2 separate regions of the Sus scrofa genome follow, and region 1 is linked to region 2. A link is a contact called in public Hi-C data. All regions are on one chromosome and are shown on one strand. Each heading gives the region's core, a stretch centred on a gene start, on an enhancer-like site or on the middle of the called end of the contact. The rest is flanking DNA. Distances are from core to core; before and after follow the strand shown.

Region 1 (3,508 bases), core at 788-3,287, 190 kb after region 2:
TGTCATGACATTCTTTCTCTTTAGTAGATATCACTATGTAAAACACTAACATTTTACCAAACTATATTGGTTTTGATTTGTTTTTTTGCTTTTTTTAGGGCCGCACCCTCTGCGTATGGAGGTTCCCAGGCTAGGGGTAGAATCAGAGCTAGAGCTGCTGGCCTAGACCACAGCCACAGCAATGCCAGATCTGAGCTCTGAGACCTACACCATAGCTCCTGGCAACGCTGGATCCTTAACCCACTGAGCGAGGCCTGAATCCTCATGGATACTACTCAGATTCGTTTCCACTGAGCCAAGACAGGAACTCGTGAAACATGTTAACTTTTAGAAGACTTATATAACTCAATGAGCAATTATTTTTGAAAAGACAAATGCATGATAGGACAAAATCACACATGGGTAAAAGATTCAATCAAAATACAGAACAGGCCAGTAGAGTTTAATGTAACAGAGGACACAACGTTCACTAACATGGTTTTAGAGCCAACATTACAACTGACCTTTGGAAACTACCACTTGTCAAGTTTTCTTGTCCTATCAAAGAATATATCCAACTACTTGAAAAGACTATTAAAATACTTCCCTCTTTTCCAACTACTTATCTGTATGAGGCCAGATTTTCTTAATACACTCCAATCAAAACAACATATTACAACAGATGATTGCAGATATGAGCTTTCTTCTTTAAGCTAGACATTAAAGAACTGAAAAAAATGGTAAAAGAGTGCCACTCTTCCCACTTTAAAATTAGTGATTTTTTTATAAAATATGTTACTTTTGCTAACATGTAATACTTTAAAATTAGTGATTTTTTTATAAAATATGTTACTTCTGCTAACATGTAATAGTTTATTGTTTTTAAATCAATTGATAAAATTTTAATTTCTCACTTTATTTTCAAATATAGTAAATGGCAATATGTATATATACATATACACACACATATATGCATGTATATATATATAACCCACATAAACAAATGCTCCTTAGATTCCTCAATAATGTTCAATATATAAATGGGTCCTGGGATTTAAGAGTTTGAGAACCACTGGCCTAAAACAATAACTAGGAGACAGAAGTAAGTTCTGTTGCCCTGAACACCTACAATGTGCTAGGCTCTTGTTAAATACTGACACTTACTCCATTTATGCCTCACAACAATCTTATAAAGCAGGTGTTATTACTATCACCATTTTATGGGTAAGAGAATCAGTACTTGAAAGAGATCAAGGCATTTGTTTAAAGTCATGAGCAGCAGAGCCAGTACATGAGCCAAGATCACGAGACTCCTGACTGCATGCTCCTAACCATCACTGACACTAATAAAGGCACACTGGGGTAGAAGCAGGACAAAGAGTGCAAAGCCAGGTAACAACTTAGAAAACATCAAAGCAATAAGGAGCCAAAATACAAAGTCACATGGCTTGGGTATTGAAGAAAGGCAATCTAAGGAGGTTCATGTGAGCAGAAGGAAAATGAGAATGTCTCAAAGCAGAATCAGATGTCTGAGGACATACATCAAGTGCAGCTCACCAGTGTACAATAACTACCACTAGGCTGAAGAACGGACAATGAAAGTCCTGGGATGTCTATCGAGCTTCAAGACCAGCTTCCAAGGAGAGCAGAGACAAGCTGGTTTCCCTTGTGGTTCCGCGTGATGCTCTCAAAGTCTTCCTGCTGCTGTTGGTTTCCCTGTATCTCAAAATTGAGTACAATTTTCAAAGAAATGTTTAGGATATTCTGTGGTCCTTATGTCCAGATAGAGTGTTTACCGCATTAGAAGTGCCTTATCTCAGGCCCATAGTGGGGTATGCCCTGAGGCTGCCTCATCCTGATGAGATGAGTGACAAGAAAGGCACTTAGTATGCATTTTACGAAGGAGTTCTATAAGGTCAAGAACAGTCATTCCTTTCCAACTTCAAATTTTCCTAAGATGAGAATTCCTGCCAGAATATGCAGATATACTTTCTACAATCTTGAAGTTTCTACATCCTGTAATATTTAAACCATGACTCACTTTTGTTAGGGATGATTTAAAAATGTGTGATGCAAGATTGGAAAGGGAAAAAAAAGAGATAAAGTGGGTGGCAGAGCAGTAATCCTGGTTTTAGCAATGCACCATTCCAACAAATAATGGAAGCTGGGGCAAAGGAAGTGATGTGAGATCTCAGAACTGGTTTTCCCGATCTGTTGAGAGGGAGGCCATCAAGTCAGGTCACAGAGTCCACCTACATGTATTATATTCAATGTTGAGACTGTGAGGAATTAGGCTGTATAACCTTATCAGAGAAAAACTCTGACTCCGCTACGCATATAGAAGGACAGAAACAGAATATTTAACTTCTTGGTATGTGTAAATCCAGAGCAAGTGAAAACAATGAATTTACAAGCATAGTCTCAAAATTCTGGATGAGGGAGATCCTGAAAAGATGCTAATATACAAGGAATGATAAGTAACTGATACGCTCTTTCTCTGTTCTTCTGTCTTCTCATATCAGTGAATATAAAAATAATTTTTTACGATTTTTATTATAGTTGATTTACAATGTTCTGTCAATTTCTGCTGTACAGCAAAGTGACCCAGACATATATGTGTGTGTGTGTGTATATATATATGTATATACACACACACACACATACATATATATATACACACACATTCTTTTTCTCATATAAATAGAAAATTATGAGGGCTTTCACAGCTTCCCTAGTGATCCAGGATTACCCTAATGCTATTTTTTGCCTGGAACCCTTCAGTCCCTCAAGCACAAATTCTTCTATATGGGGTCATCAAAGTGAAAGTCTAAGTTTCAGGAAGAGAATGCTGGATGAGGATGACTGTGCTCACTGGTATTTTCCAGAGCCGAGCGGGCTGTTGTCCAATCATCATGCCTCCTTCCCACCACAGTCCATGCCTTGACATATGGTTTACAGAACTACAGTGACTCAACATTTTGCTGGATCATAAAACAGAAAATATGTATATGAAACACATTTATTTGTGTTTTAGATTCCTCAGAGCTCTGTGATCTTCTGGCCTGACAGTAGAGAACCAACTGAGGCTGTTCAAAACCCAGTTACAAAACACAATTTTCTTCTAGAGCAGTTGATAATATATCTAACAGGGTCAAAAAAATTAATGACTGAAACAATGTTCTGGGATGTGTCTGTATGAACACATCATGCAAGCAAGAGAAACGAAGATGCCTGCGTGCTTTACCCTGGGTGCTTAGGAGGAAGAAGAACTGCACGTTGCCTGCCAAGCTGGTGTGAGTGGCAGCACTGACCATGAGGACTCGCCTCACTTTGCTCCCAGTTCTGGCGGTGCAGGGTGGTGGTTACAAGTGAGGGCTCTGGCGATCTGAGCCCTTACACTTACTAATTGTGAGTCTGACCTTGGGCGAGTCAGCTGGACAAATTAGCTGTTATTATTAGCAAAAAAATGTTTGAACTTGATTCCTGAGATATGTGGCATGAGAGGAATTTTCAGGGAAAGAAAGGTAGG
Region 2 (3,472 bases), core at 293-2,792:
GCAGGTGGCAGCAGTGGGTCGTTGACGTGACCGCGGAGGGGATGGGGCGGCTCAGGTCCACCAGAAACATGGGAGGTAGGGGCCTCAGATGCGTTCCAGGGACAGAGGGGTAAGTTCTCCGCCCCGCAAAGGTCCATTTTACAGTTTACGGTTCCCAGGAATCCGTACTGGACGGCTCAAGGGTCAAATGAAACTCACCTGAAAATCTGGACTTCTTCAGGCTCTGAAATTTTATCCACTTCACACCAACTGACCTGCTTTTGCCGCTGTCTCCGTCCGTTTGAAATGGTCAATGAGTTTCTTTTGATTCAACCATTTTTCACCCAAGCTCAGTGCCAGGCAATTCAGGCTGACAGTTTTGTAGGAATTATTGGATCTGTAATCATTGGATTACAGACATGCTTCTTATAACACAGAACAGGTTGCTGTTCACTCACCATGGATCCATACCATCTTGGTGCTGTTTTTTTCCGGGGGCTGGAACGCATTCGTCCCCCATCCACCTCGACTCTCTCCTTTGTCCCCTTGAGTCTAGTGGTAAGGAGGAAACCACCGTTTGCTGAGACCCAGGTGGCTACCATTTCATGCCCACAGCCACCCAGTGGGTGGATGTATGTTCATGCATCCAAGCTCACTTAGGGCGGGAGTAGCAGAGCTTCCCAGGACAGGGGCAAGATATTTATGATTCCAAATACGGTGCTCTGGCCACTACGGTGCTCATGGTCCCAACTGTGCTCAAAGACACCCCTCTGAGGGGAGAAGTGGCCTGGGGTGGTGCTGATTCCCTCCCAAACTTGCGTCATCTAGAGAAACTGTACTTTGCACTATATATATAAAAAATTATATATATATCTCATTATATATAAATATATAATATAAATATATAATGTGATATATACTATATAAATATATAATTTATACATATTATAACTATATATAATTATAACTATAACTATATATAATCATATGGTATATGCCTATTATATATTTAATCATATATATAATTATGTATATGTAATATATATAACATCTCCTTCTAAAGGAAAGATTTTATGTACTATATAAAGTACAAGGAGAGAGAAGTTCTGAGCCTTGCAAGCTATGTCGATTCTGGGGTTCACTCTGACCCGTGCCTGGTGGTAGAAGCATGCAGTGTGCTGTAAGACAAAGCATGGTTAGCAGGAACTGAAGCAAGACCTTGGCCCCTGCAGCTCCGGAGTCTAAGCACTTGATTAATTCAGGAAATGCCTTGGTGACAAAATCCTTCTGCAAACAGTTTCTCACATTCTCTGGGATAGACACAAAGTCAAGAAAAAAAGAATCTGATGCAAAATTGAGCATGTCCTTCTCCCACCCTCTGTCTGTAACAGAGGGCGTGTTTTGAACTCTTCTTTGTTGGGCAGAGTCTGGGTCATAGCCATCCGAAGGAAAACTGAAGAAGCTGGGGAGGCCAAGTTGAATGCCAAATGAAGAACTAGGGCAGAGAAAGAGGGAGTGGACAGAGAAAAGCTCAGGCTGGGTCTCTGAATCAGCGAGGAGAGAAGCAAAAGAGCTGGTCAGAGAGAGAGGAGCCCAAACAGCGTTGTTAGGGAGCTTTGCTGGAGATTTAAAACCCACTCCTACCATTGGCATTTTTGCAAGACACAGAAATGATCCGAATTGTTTTAATTATATGTTTCTGCCGGGCTGGGTCCAAGCCTGGACAATGTCTGATCCTGGGTTTATAACGGTTACATAAGCAAACGTCAGTCTTTGCTGTCTTCTGAAGAGTCAAAACCATGAATGTTTTTCAATTTCATTTTGTCAGCTGCTTGAGTTTCTATTCTGAGAGGTGCTAACTGTTAAACATTGTTATGCACTTGTGTTCCCTAAATAACTTTTAATTAGTTTTAATTTGGACCAAGAATGTTCCACTGTTGACACAGTGACAGGAATGATAAAAAATAAAATTAATAATGAACTCTAGAAAAAAAAAACTTGCACTAACATTATAGTATTTTATCATATCTAGCTCAGCAGAGACACAGATAATTTAAATTTTTAAATTTTGTTTTTTTTAATGATTTTCCTCAAAACAATCATTGCATTGGCGAAGAGGTTACTTAAACATTATTTTTCAACCTCTCAGGCATTTTTCACCGTGGAATCTTTCTACTGTCTTTCAATGAAATGAATTGCATTCGTGCAAGAAACGCAATCAAATCAGCACCTGTATGTAGCCTTTGAAACCTTGTGTCCAGCTGGGTGGTTACTATTATTCATGACACAGTGGAAATGATGAGTGACAATCCTTTCTCCTAAAAAACTGCCCAAAAGAAAAGCTTGTCAAGGCTCTCAGAATAATGATAAAGTAGAGAATACAAGAAATTTCAACATACTGCTGGAGTTTTTTAATCAGGTCTCGCTTCTCCTTTCCCCTGTCCTTTAGGACAATGGTGTTAGTTGTCCCCTAACCACTTGTACAAATTTCCAACAAAGACTTGCACATTCCTTTCGCTACGAAGTGGCCGCATATCAAAGAGCTACTCATCTTGGGGTCAGCCCTTTTTCCAAAAGAAGTAAAGCCTTCGGAATCCTTTCAGTTAAAAATTTGCTGAAGGATCAAAAAGAATTCAGTAAAGGCTTCTGATACATCACTGGAATGTCCTATGAGGATATCACCCGTGAGACTAATCCAAGCACGCTCTAGTTTAGTCCCCAAACCTAGAAAGTCATAAATGCATGAACGGGTTTCTTTAGCGTCAGCCCACAACGTGTGGAGTAAATCTGCCAAGTGCCGAGATCCGCTGTGATCCTCTGCCTCATACTCTTAAGCACTATGTAATTTGGTCTTGGGACCACTTAGCTAATTACAGATTAGAAGGCTGGGGCTTGAATGTTAGGGAACAGCTGACAGAATGATTTAGTATTCTGCAGTTCAGTGGGAAAGAGTATAGATGTGCTTGAATATTTATGGAGTTTTACCTTCTTTTTGTGATAGAGGGTCTTACAACAAATTAAAATGTGTCAGTGCCATACTAATCTAGCTAGATTTTGAAGTTGGCTAGCCAAGACTGAATTTTATTCAAGCACTATTTTGCTTGTCATTTTAATGTAACTGAGCAAGGGCTCGTGTGCCCAAAGTGCAGAAAGCCAAACTCTGACAGCAGGTGTTTGCAGCAAAGGAAGGGTTTATGTCAGGGCACCAAGCAAAGGAGAAGGTGACAAGCTTCACATCCACTCCCACTTGGTCTTTGAGTTAGAGGTTTTCTTAAAGGGGAAGAACAAAGAAGCTGGGCTTAATCATCGTCATGTGACATTTCTTCCTTTTTTTTTTTTTTTTTGTCATTTCAGGGCTGCACCCACGGCATATGGAGGTTCCAAAGCTAGGGGTCTAATTGGAGCTACAGCTGCCGGCCTACACCACAGCCATAGCAATGCCAGATCTGAGCCGCATCTGCGACCTACACCACAGCTCACGGCAACATTGGAT

The links. Hi-C and Micro-C count contacts between places; a contact is called where the count stands out from the background.
Region 1: a contact with region 2 is called in a Hi-C map of omental adipose tissue, with 2.3 times the contacts expected there. The contact joins two enhancer-like sites. A contact is called at or near these places in 1 of 5 promoter capture datasets (liver), 24 of 47 Hi-C or Micro-C datasets (adipocytes, alveolar macrophages, brain and 13 more) and 2 of 2 datasets of contacts at active chromatin or transcription factors (alveolar macrophages and skeletal muscle).

What each region holds. Positions count from the first base shown.
Region 1 is chr15:80,890,269-80,893,776 of Sscrofa11.1, forward strand. All of the region lies in intron 2 of CHN1 (N-chimaerin), which reads right to left. Among named protein-coding and RNA genes, the nearest start is that of CHN1, 36 kb to the right of the region's middle. Within about 2 kb of position 2,038, at least 13 of the 83 cell types and tissues checked have an H3K27ac peak or open chromatin away from gene starts, as enhancers often do. A contact at or near this core is called in omental adipose tissue, where this site is marked.
Region 2 is chr15:80,699,454-80,702,925 of Sscrofa11.1, forward strand. No RefSeq gene overlaps it. Among named protein-coding and RNA genes, the nearest start is that of CHRNA1, 8.9 kb to the left of the region's middle. Within about 2 kb of position 1,543, at least 24 of the 83 cell types and tissues checked have an H3K27ac peak or open chromatin away from gene starts, as enhancers often do. A contact at or near this core is called in omental adipose tissue, where this site is marked.